Regions from separate parts of the Zea mays genome. Here all the other regions are linked to region 1. A link is a contact called in public Hi-C data. All regions are on one chromosome and are shown on one strand. The core of a region is the stretch at or near the end of the contact, and the rest is flanking DNA. Distances in the headings are between cores, read along the strand shown. Region 1 holds the start of LOC103644196 (DDT domain-containing protein DDR4). Region 2 holds the start of LOC100280943 (50S ribosomal protein L4-like). Region 3 holds the start of LOC103644198 (CLAVATA3/ESR (CLE)-related protein 25). Region 4 holds the start of LOC100282952 (vesicle-associated membrane protein 725).

Region 1 (2,671 bases), core at 128-2,627:
TGGTCTAAAACGGTAGGAGCATCACTTCTGTAAGTTACATACAACATGAACTTGACCACTTAAAGATCTTGTTGTTTTAACAGGCACGTCGTGAGAAAATAAGTGAACGAATGAAAGTTCTCCAAGATCTTGTGCCTGGATGCAACAAGGTGCACTTTGATCTATGGGCATCCAGTGTCGTTCGTGTTTTCTCATTTTAATCATTCCTGAGCTTCGTTCCGGTATCAAAATGATTTTTTCTGCTTGCTTGGTCAGGTTATTGGCAAAGCATCAGTACTTGATGAGATAATTAATTACATCCAGTCGTTGCAATGTCAAGTTGAGGTATCCCATTTTTTGACAACTGTTGCTTCTATGGAGTTGCACCCCCCTCCGTATTCAAGCTAAAGATATATAATCTGTGCTTGCAGTTCCTGTCCATGAAACTAGAGGCAGTGAATGCCCAGGCAAACCAGGGAGTTGAAGTATTTCCAGCCAAAGATGTAAGTTAACTTTTAAAATGTCTAGTTAAGTCCAGGGTATACCTTTGTGTGGTTTTATGTGCTGCTTCCCAAACACTTGAATGATGCTTTGTGAGAACTACTGTTTTTTTTTGTTGGAAAAATAGCATTTCTGTTTGAAATAATGCATTGCGAGTTTTAAGTATAAATTTGCAGAGGAGGATGCAGCACTGAAGTGTGTTAATGAATTGCTCTGTTTTTCTTTCGTATGATTTGCCATTTCTTTTCCGAGTTCTCCACTCCCCGTGTGCCTATTCCTAAAATTCATGCTTACTTTTGTCGTCGTTTGCAGTACGGTTCTCAGACATACAACACAGCTCCTGGGCTGACATTTGATACGCAAACCAGTAGAGAATACGCCCAGGGCACGTCGACCTCGGAATGGCTTCACATGCAGATTGGCAGTGGCTATGAAAGGGTTTCATGAACGAGATGAATCCAGGCAGCCGCTAAATAAAGTGAACCATGATCAATCATGGCCGTGCTTGTAGATCATTCTTTTTCATTTTTTTTGAAACCATCATGTTCCAGACGCATTTTTTATTCATGCTTGGAGCTGTAATTCCAGCCGGAACATGTATTTTTGATGAGGCGCTCATTTGTTTCCCCATCTGAATCTCAAGACTGTTTCTGCTGTTCATGTATTCCATGGAATTTCTGTAGATCGCGTTCGTCTGTCAGAAGGATGAATAAATCAGTTGATGCTTTGATTTTGAATCCATTCAGGACCATCCTTCAGGCCGCACGAGTTTTGGATTCAGAAACTTTGACCATGCCCAACTTAAACCTCCCGAGAACCCAGCACAGCTAGCGAAATCTCATTTTTACCCTGACCTGACCTACAGACGCGGTAACGGTTCTGACGTTCTGCTGATCTGTTCCCAAAGCCCCTGCTGATCTCGCACACGAAATCCCGCTTTCGCCCCCGTCCTCTTCCCCGCTCCACCTCCCTTTCCCCCTCCCTCCTTACTCCAGTCCTCCCATGGCTTCCAGTGCCACGGGACCTGCCCGCTCCCCGTGAGTCCGAGACCTCCTCCCCGACCGAGCCCTGCCCTGATCCCGACCCGGGACCCACCCTTGATCCGGACCGTCCTAAATCCCAACGGGGTCTCTGGCGATGGCGGCGGCCTCCCCGCCGCAGGATCAGCAGCAGCCGGCGGCGGAGGGGGCCGTTGCGCGGGAGGACCCCGCGGCGCTGACCCCGAGGAGGGCTCGGTTCCCGCGCGCGTGCCACTACCGTCCGAACGCGCCGCCGCTCACGCCCACACCCGCGCCCTCGCCTCCGCCGCCGCGGCCGAGGCGGAACGGGAATGCGGGGTACGAGACGCCGGAGTACCGCGTGGTAACGCCGCTGGTGGAGGAACCGGCGTCGCCCGCTGAGCTGCCGCGGTGGAGATTGCGCGGCATGTGGGAGCTCGCCTCCGTCCTCAACTTCCTCCACGTAAGCGGTCTAATTCTTCCGTGCCCTTCAGCCTTCAGCCGCTTCTGCTCTGCATTAGATAAGGTTTGAGATAAGGTCTGAGAGTTGATTCTTCGGGTATGTTATGGTTGTCTTGGTTGATCTGCTTCGGAGTTGCAGGTGTTCCGGCCATTGCTGAACATTCCGGTGGAGTTCACTGCAGAGGAGCTGGAGGACGCGATCATAACACCCAATGGAACGTTGGATGACGTTCATATGCCTTTATTAAAGGTGGATTTGTAGCTTTCTCGGTAATTTTTGTGTTCATCATGAATTTTAATTTTTAAATTTGCTGCTGCTTTCAACTGCCTATTGAATTGGAGAGTTTTGGGGAAAGTTATGCTGCTGGCCAGCTGGGTGCTCGCCATGATGCCTCATGCTGTGGTGTCTTGGGCTATGCATTTTGTATTTCTTGACAAATAATGTTTCTGCTGGTATAGGAGTAGTGTATGCTACAAGCCTACAACTACCACTTTCCATTCCATACTTGTACCTTGCTGTTCTGGTAATTTTGCTAAAGGTATATCTGTGTGGAACACATATGAAGAACTTCACTCATAAAGGAGTTTAGTATGTTTTAGGATACATATGCCATGTTATGGTAACTCTGTTTGGTTTGTCCATTTTAGGTACTACTAACTTAAAAAGTTAAAATCATAGTAAACAAATTAACAAGTTTCTTATAGGTTTCACTGTGCTTCTTAATTGCGTT
Region 2 (2,671 bases), core at 71-2,570, 250 kb before region 1:
ACACCTAAGACACAGTTCAGTACAAAAAGACATATCTAAAATCTTACATCTTAATTAATGTTTCAAATTCATCGTATTAAATGGTGACTGATCCATTGTGCACTTGTATACACTGCAGGTTCACACCGTTGTTTTCTGACTTTATACTGCTGTTCAGAGTAGCGCATTGCTGAACAAACTGAACCTCCGAACCTCAAACTGAATTACTCACTTTGCTGAATAAACTGATGAGGATCTAGACAACAGTTTCAGAATGCTACAGTATTTTCAGAGTAGCGCTTGAGATGCAGATATGGTAAAATCAAAGGGGTGAACTAGAGAAGTTGCTTTGGCATGTTGTGGGAAAAGAAATGATGTTACAGTTCACATTCAGGTGCAGAAAATTAAGGTAACGAGAGAGCCCAGAGGTCTGCAGAGGGCAGAGGCTGATGAAAATGCATCAGAGGAGAGTGAAAATGCATTCAGACACAGATAATAATTAAAACCAATAATTAGATGTATCACATAGAGGTTTCAACATAAATGTATCACATAGCTGATAAATTTTGCAATATGAAATATACATATATGATTGATCTAATGTCCATCGTATCGTTGCCATACTTCACTAATCAGAGGATAGTGAAGTGTGTGCCGGCGGGGGAGGGGGTTCGGGAGGGGATGTTGTTGCCAGCAGCAAGGGGAACGTGAATGGGGAATCTCGCGGTGGGGGAGGGCATCTGGAAGAGAGGGGTAACGGCAGTTGGACGTGGAGCCGGAAGGGATGGCGGCGGCGACGGCCGGGTGACGAACGGGAGAACCTGTTTTTTTTTATTCATGGCAAAACGGATGGATGAGACTAGTGATGCAAAAGTGATGACCAAACAGATGAACGGGAGCACCGAATGCCGAAGAGACGACCAGCGTTGTACAACGAAGCGACAACATCGTATCTTTGCCTCGAGCCATGCGCGAGGAACGGTGGCTTCGCCAAGGATCGAGTCTTCGGAAATTTTACAGTTACCTCCCTAGACACGGTATAAGACACGCCGTGTTAAACAACGCTGTACATACCCTTATATTTCATCTTCTACTCCAAACTCTATGGTGTAAACGGTGCTGCAACAACGACGTAACGTAATGGCATAGACCTAGACCGGCAGCTATCGGCCCACCCATCTCGACCGAGCGGTCCTACATGAACATGTGGCGCCGCGGCCCGGGAGCAGGCCGTAGTCTGTGTGGGCTTGAGCGCGTGCTGTTGCTGAAAGGCCCAAGCGAACAAGCAAAAGGGAGGGACAGCCCACGCGGATCGGTGTGCGTGGCTCCGCGCTCCCTTCCGCCGCCAGTCCGCCGGCTCAACTCCAGCCGCCGCGTGCCCCTCCTCTCCCCACCCGATGCGGGCCCTCGCGCGCGCCGCGTCGCTGCTCCGCCGCGCCGCGGGGTCCGCGCCTACTACGGCGTCGCTGTACCATCCGCCGCGGAACGTAGGCCCTTGCCTCGTGAAGGTCTGGACCCCTCCCTCCTTCCCCATGTCCTCGGTGCGGCGTATCGCAAACCCACTCGACTGATTCGACAAAAGGGATTAACAAATCTAGGTGGTTCTAGAATCCAGAGGGATTCGGGTGGGCCGGAGCCGCGACTGTTTGTGGGCAAGTGTTAAGCAGCAGCTGCTCTTGCGTTCGGATGCTTGGTCTCTTGTAGAATGGGAAATGGGCCTGCTTCAGGCTGGAGTTGTGGTTTAGGTGCAGCATTGCTCATCCACTTGCCTGAATCCTGATTCGTAGGAAAAAAAAAGAGTATTCAAGCTTGATTGAAATCTAGTGGTTTAGCAAACATCTGATGATTTCACTCAACTGCAATTATGTTCACTCTTGAGGATTGTGCTAGTTTGCGTATTTACAAGGATCGCTCAATGCCAAGGCTTGTGATGGGAAGCGAAAGTATAGTCCCTTTTCAATCTAAGCACGCGCACACACACAGGTGTCAATTTTGTGTCTGGTGCCTTGCTTGAGAAACATCTAGCACATCCAGCTACGAATTTGCTACATTAGTTGTGGTAATAGGTGGCAATCCTGTTTTTCAGTTGAACATTAATCCAATTGCTTCTTCCATTCATTCCGTTACTTGTGCGGCTAGTCCTGTAAATTTGTCTGTTTACCTCATGCTGCATTCAGTTGCCATTCAACAAGGCCTTCGGGGACAAGATATTTTACATCTGGCTTTATTATCAAACTTTATATCTGAATATATCTTGGATTAGTGGATTACATGTGATGACAGATGCTTTACCTGCCCCCTAAAACTTGCTCTGCTCATTGTCTTTCTGTTCCTGTTTTTCCTTTTGCTTTGCTGAACCCAAACCTGTTTTATTTCGTTCTTGTTAACGGAAATGGCGACAGCCTTGCTTTGAAACATGCGCTGGAAAGCTACAACTATTACATCCTCCAATCTTCTGTAGTTTTTTTCATTAACTTATTTGACAGGAATGCATAAATCATATTTGTCCTGTTAGCATTTTGGGTATCAAGATTTCAACATAGAAGTTTTATTATATTTTTGCCAAGATCTAACTTGTTGCACCCAATCATCTGTTAAGAAATCTTTATCCTTTCTCTGTTTGAAAATGTGTTTTTTGTATATTTGATTGCACGTGAGTTCTGCATTGACCTTTTGTTTTAAATACTTGTTC
Region 3 (2,671 bases), core at 55-2,554, 220 kb before region 1:
GCGCGCTCCCGACGTCATGCTCGTCCCGGCGATCGTCCTGACTTGCCGGTTCCTCTGCAGGATTTGAAACCGGGTTAGAAGCTGAAGCTGAAGCTGAAGCAGGGACTGAGACAGCAGCACAGTCTTTGTTTCGGCAGGTGATGCACTGAAACCGTTAAGGCTTTCCTGTAGTTTACCATCATGATGAACCGTGGGTGTGGTGCTGTGCTGTGCTTTGTTTTGACTGCTTTCATGGATGTAGACTAATGATTTCAGGAATGATATGTGCATCTACGTTGCTCACTGGGGGAATAGGACTTGTGTGGTTGCTTTTGCTGAAAGATTATAGCATATCATCATAGGGGAATGTGGGAGTGGTGAGGGAAAAAGAGCGCATGGCATCTTTTGCTCATATGCGTCGTCTCCCTTTGTTTTTTCTTCCCTCTCCCTGCGTTTTATCCGTTATCATTTATTTTATATTATTATGAAAAGTATTGTTTTTTCTTTCTTTCTTTCCTGACCTATCCTACGTGAAAATATCCAACAAAACATGGTAAATGGGAGCATATGGCAAGACAAAATGATCACAACAGACGCACTGCAAAACATTCACCTTTGCATACCACCAGTCAGAAACTGGTGAAACAAGAACATTCCCTTCATTCCGTAACGCAAGCTTAACAAACAAACAAGCCATGACAAAAAAAAACGTCAAGCGTTGGAATTCTGCTAGTTCAAGTTAGGTGAAGGCTGCAGCATTTGGCCTCATATCGTACGTAGTAATTTTTTTTGAAAATCCTAAAGCTTCTAGTTTCAAGAAACCAGTGCATTGGGTACAAGGGGAAAAAAGGGGGGGCCAACTCAAACACCAAAACCAAAGCTTGCAGCGCAGTAAGCTGTACGTAGATCAAAGTACCTGTTGTGGATAGGATCAGGGCCATTGGGCACCCTTCTCTTGCTGTCCTGGAAGGGATCATGAGCCTTGAAATCCTCCAGGGTCCTCAGCCCTCCGGCGCCTCCGCCCAGCATCATCCTCCTCCCGCCGATCGCCGCCGGCGGAGCCGCTTTCCTGACGCCGTCCACGACGAACGACACCAGAAGGAGCGCTCCGAACAAGATGGCCAATGCCGCTGGCGCCGCCCGCCTCACGGACACGGCCGACCTTCTCATGACACCCACCGACCAGTCGTCCGTCGCCGCGCAGCGCAGCGTCGTCTTCTTCTTCCGTAGAGCGGCCTCCTCCTCCTCCTCTCCTGGCGAGCGACAACGCTGGTCTTCTAAGAGCTTCTTCTCATGGCATGGGGTGGCGCTAAGTGTGATGCAACGGCTGCGGCTGCGCAACGTGACTGCATATTATAATGTGGGGAAGAAGTAGCGGCAGGATTTGTGTCAGTCGCTGTCGCGCGGGTATTCCTGCTTCTTGTTCTGTTCTGGCCTTCTTTCGCTTTGGCCCGATTCTGCTGTGCTTTTGAAGGATGCCCTGCCCCTAATGGAGGGGAGGGGGGGCAGCAGAGAGTAGAATCAAAGCAAGCTGAGCCACGCTCGCTTTTCTTTCTTTTTTTTTTTTTTTGTTGCGCTTTGCTTTTTGAGCCATGTTGTTTTCCTCCTGCCTTTCCCTTTTTTTTAATCCCCCTTGTTTTTTCTTCTTCTCGTGAAGAGAAGAAGGGTAAAAGACGGTGGATAAATAATAAAAAAAAGCATTGCTATCCGATCCTTAAGGCTGCCCCTGTTCTCCTTCTCCCTCAAGTAGTAGTACCATTCCTGTTGTGAGGTGAATTCAGGTCACATGTGGGAAAAGAAAAAGGGGAAAGAACTCATCTTTGAGTCATTCTAGGAGAGAAGCAGCATGACGCATGAGAGATCGCAGCCACGGCAAAGGTGGCGCTCAAAAGCAGCGGCTCTCCAAGTCCAAAGTGAGCTGCTGCAGCAGCACCCTGAAGAAATAAACTTCGCTTTCATGTGATCTGTCACAATCCTTTTGAGTGTCCCCTTTTTTCTCTCTCTTTTACTTTGGGTGAATTGATGCAAATGCTCTTCCATCACGAACCGAAACTGTGGTTTTTTTAAAAAAAATTCTCCGCTAAGTAAAGTGAATTTCAACTTTGATATGGTATTCTGAACATGCTCACTGAAGCCCATCCGTTTCGAATATTATCTGTATCGGCGTGACCAGATCTTGTTGGATTGCTGCTTCCTTCGTGCTGGTGCCCGTGCCCGTGCCCTCCTTCCTTTCTTTGGCAGATCAGAGCTTGAGACAGGAGGCCGAGGCCATTCTATATTGTGGAAAGGGCCAATGCAGTTGGTTATTTGGGAGACAGCCTGACGCGCTCGCTGTCCTTAAACCCACTGTGAAGCAAGACAACAAAATACCAAAGCAAGCAGGAACAAACAGAAAGTTCCATTCCATGGCATGGCATGGCACAGTGGTGTCACCCCGAGCCAGCCTACTGTGGCAGGCAGTAAGATCACAAATCACAGCGTCTCCAGATTGCAGTAAAAACTCAGGTTTCATGGAAACACGGACAGACTTGAAAACCTCTAAACATTATGAATGCCATCACCATCCATAATCGCAAAAAATCCAATCCAATCCAAGGCCGCGGTCCAATCCATGCCCATCCTCATCCGAATTTGGTCCTGCGCTGGCTCCTCCCAACGGCGGCTCGAGTTGCAACCTTGGCATATTACAGAC
Region 4 (2,671 bases), core at 58-2,557, 130 kb before region 1:
AATAGTTAGTTGGCTAAAAAATTACTGGTGGAATTAGCTAGCTAACTATAAGCTAATTTGCTAAAAGTAGCTAATAGCTGAACTATTAACTAGATTGTTTGAATGTCTTCCGCTAATTTTAGCAGCTAACTATTAGCTCTAGTGCATTCAAATACCCCCTAAGTATTCTTAGAGGAGAGTCATTCTGATATTATGTAGGATGCATCAACATACCCTTAGTCTAATGCAAAGACAGATTACCTACCACACCTGTGCCATATCCGGTTATTATTTATGAAATCATCATTGATGGCAATGTCTCCTCGAAACAGGAGTACGTCGAAATAGAACTTATGGCCTATGGAATCTTACCGTGACATTATACCATAATAAAAAAAGATAATATTATATTCAAATCATCATTCAACAAAAACAGCAATCATACCGGTTCTTAAATCACGAGGAATTACTTAAAAGATACAAATGTGCATGCGTAACAAGGAGCCAAAAAAACAAGCACGCAACAGTCACCACCAAATACATCTACTAAAAATAGCAAACTTATAGGCAACAGGGTGAACTGCTGCCATCGGCTGCAGCTAATGCCATGAGCTTAACTGAACAAGATTCAGCAAATACCACGGCACTCCACGTATCTACAAATACTGTCAAACTCGAGTCTCAAACAATGCCTGTCATCTAAGACTTCACCAGGTAACTAAGGGTATAGCTAAGGCGAGCACAGGGAGCATTTCCCTCCATTTCCCACACAGCACTAACTGTACAGTACCAGCCAACATGATCACCAAGTGCAATCAAAACGACCTAACCGCATATCGACCAAATCAGCAAGATCTACACACAGGTGGCCACAATCAGGCATGGCCATGCCTGGTACAGACAGATCGGTTGAACTCCGCAACGAATCGCACGGCTAATAAAAAGGATCATTCGAGAAGGCAGGACAGACAACTCACTGAATCCGTCTTCCACGAGGTAATTGAAAGTGTGACCGTCGCAGTTGTAGGTGAACTTGTTGTTGCTTGCGGGGAGCTTCATGAGGCACTGGGAGGCGATGGTGGTGAAGTTGCCGGTGAACTCCGTGTACTCGGCCAGTATGACCGTGCCACGGGCCACGAACGCGTAGATCAGCGACTGCTGCCCCATGGCTGCCCCCTCGTCGTCCCTGCTTTCCCCTCTTCCCCCGCTCGTGGAGTTTGGCTCGCCGCTGGCGAAACCCTAGGGCTGGACTGGATCTCCGCGAGGTGGAATGCGGGGGAGGGGGAAAGGTCGGTTTCGCTTCTCCGTGGAGTGGGAGGAGGGGTAATAGTCGGGGGTGGAAAAGGAAAGGAAAGGAAAATCAAATTTTGTTGATGGAGTTTTGCATGACGGTCCTTCGAACAATTTTATTAGTAGTGATATTGGCTTTGCTTAGACTCGAGACTTTGATCAGGCTTCGGTTGACGAGCTGTCCAGCCCATGCCTCATGGTTGTCTCCCTTTGTCGTTAAAAAAATTTTTCCTAAAAAAATTACCTTCCCCCAATTGTGTTAGTTCAAGAATCAAGATAGTGGAGTCACTGTCACTCTATTATAGGCCGTGTTTGGTTAATGGCAGTTATTTTGAAAATATGTTACGGATCCAAACGCAGCTTTATGAAAAATCACGTATACGCTTCAAGTGCACTTTAATTATAAAATACAGCTAAAATATAATATAATACAGGGGACGTGGACGTGTCTAAAACATATATCTAGCTATATTTATTATATCAATCATTGACCAATCAGCTAATTCCATGTCTCGAGCATAGAGTCAAGAAAACGTCTTGAGTTTTTTTATGTTTACCCCCTTAAACACAATCGAAAACACAGATCAAGACACTTATTGTACATGCCCTAATATGTACAAACCAAACGCGGACATAGTTCATTTAGACAAAGCAAAGCTTTATATGACTACGGCACTATTTATGTAATGTATTTTCACATAAAATTATTTTCTAATGTTTAAATACATGTTTAACTTCAGTTGTTAAAACTAGGACACTTCATAAGCTGGTGAAAGATATGATATTTAGCGAGGCGATCGATATCAAGGTGTACGTGATGTACGGGACTAGTGAACACCTTTTTCCTCCTATTTTAGTTATCATGCTTGAAATTTTATATTATCACAAACTAAGTATGTAAGCATGTTTGATTTTAGGTTCTACCTCTGTAATTGATGAACAGTGAAGATATTACTTCAGGTTACTAGTAAATTACGCGCGCATTCGCGCGTGCTATAGCAGAGCTTATCGTCACCCGTGCCACCGCGTGGATGACGTCGTGCGCCTCCGTCTCGACGACGCATTGAGCGGTTTGAAGCATTGTCCAATGGTGACGCGCATGGACGGCAGGGTCGTCAACGACGAAAACAGCGTTGGCGTGGATGGTGTTGTGCACCTGCATCCGGCATCCTGGAGGAGAAGCGGTGAGGAGACATTATTATTGTTCATTATGGCGACAATGATTTTTAGACTCTACAATGTGTATGGAGGATGCCTTGTCGACAGTGGCTACGGCCGCTAATATGGAATTGGACAACGTACATAAAAAAGAACGACATGGATATCTGACTTTGCAGTTTTGCTCCCATTTTTTGGCCAATACAGATATTGAAATGGTAGTATGGTTCTGATAAGTTGATCG

Evidence for each region. A called contact is a pair of places that touch in the nucleus more often than the background predicts.
Region 2: a Hi-C map of tassel shows a contact between it and region 1, with 2.2 times the contacts expected there. The contact joins the promoter of LOC100280943 here to the promoter of LOC103644196 in region 1. A contact is called at or near these places in 3 of 25 Hi-C or Micro-C datasets (bundle sheath, ear and tassel).
Region 3: a contact with region 1 is called in a Hi-C map of ear, with 4 times the contacts expected there. The contact joins the promoter of LOC103644198 here to the promoter of LOC103644196 in region 1. A contact is called at or near these places in 3 of 25 Hi-C or Micro-C datasets (ear, leaf and tassel).
Region 4: a Hi-C map of tassel shows a contact between it and region 1, with 2.4 times the contacts expected there. The contact joins the promoter of LOC100282952 here to the promoter of LOC103644196 in region 1. A contact is called at or near these places in 7 of 25 Hi-C or Micro-C datasets (bundle sheath, ear, endosperm and 3 more) and 1 of 3 datasets of contacts at active chromatin or transcription factors (seedling).

Annotation. Positions count from the first base shown.
Region 1 is chr1:296,333,174-296,335,844 of Zm-B73-REFERENCE-NAM-5.0, reverse strand. It overlaps LOC103644196 (DDT domain-containing protein DDR4), which reads left to right and starts at 1,377. Exons shown (of 13, transcript XM_008667392.4): 1 at 1,377-1,941; 2 at 2,080-2,190. The coding sequence starts at 1,618. LOC100284039 reads left to right here. Exons shown (of 6, transcript NM_001156937.1): 3 at 84-149; 4 at 256-324; 5 at 411-482; 6 at 793-1,133. The coding sequence ends at 927.
Region 2 is chr1:296,579,679-296,582,349 of Zm-B73-REFERENCE-NAM-5.0, reverse strand. It overlaps LOC100280943 (50S ribosomal protein L4-like), which reads left to right and starts at 1,320. Exons shown (of 7, transcript NM_001374362.1): 1 at 1,320-1,487. The coding sequence starts at 1,377.
Region 3 is chr1:296,553,475-296,556,145 of Zm-B73-REFERENCE-NAM-5.0, reverse strand. LOC103644198 (CLAVATA3/ESR (CLE)-related protein 25) reads right to left here and starts at 1,304. Exons shown (of 2, transcript NM_001328367.1): 1 at 896-1,304; 2 at 1-54. The coding sequence starts at 956. LOC109943558 (a long non-coding RNA gene) reads left to right here. Exons shown (of 2, transcript XR_002266587.3): 1 at 1-137; 2 at 256-483.
Region 4 is chr1:296,462,894-296,465,564 of Zm-B73-REFERENCE-NAM-5.0, reverse strand. It overlaps LOC100282952 (vesicle-associated membrane protein 725), which reads right to left and starts at 1,307. Exons shown (of 5, transcript NM_001155857.1): 1 at 957-1,307. The coding sequence starts at 1,146.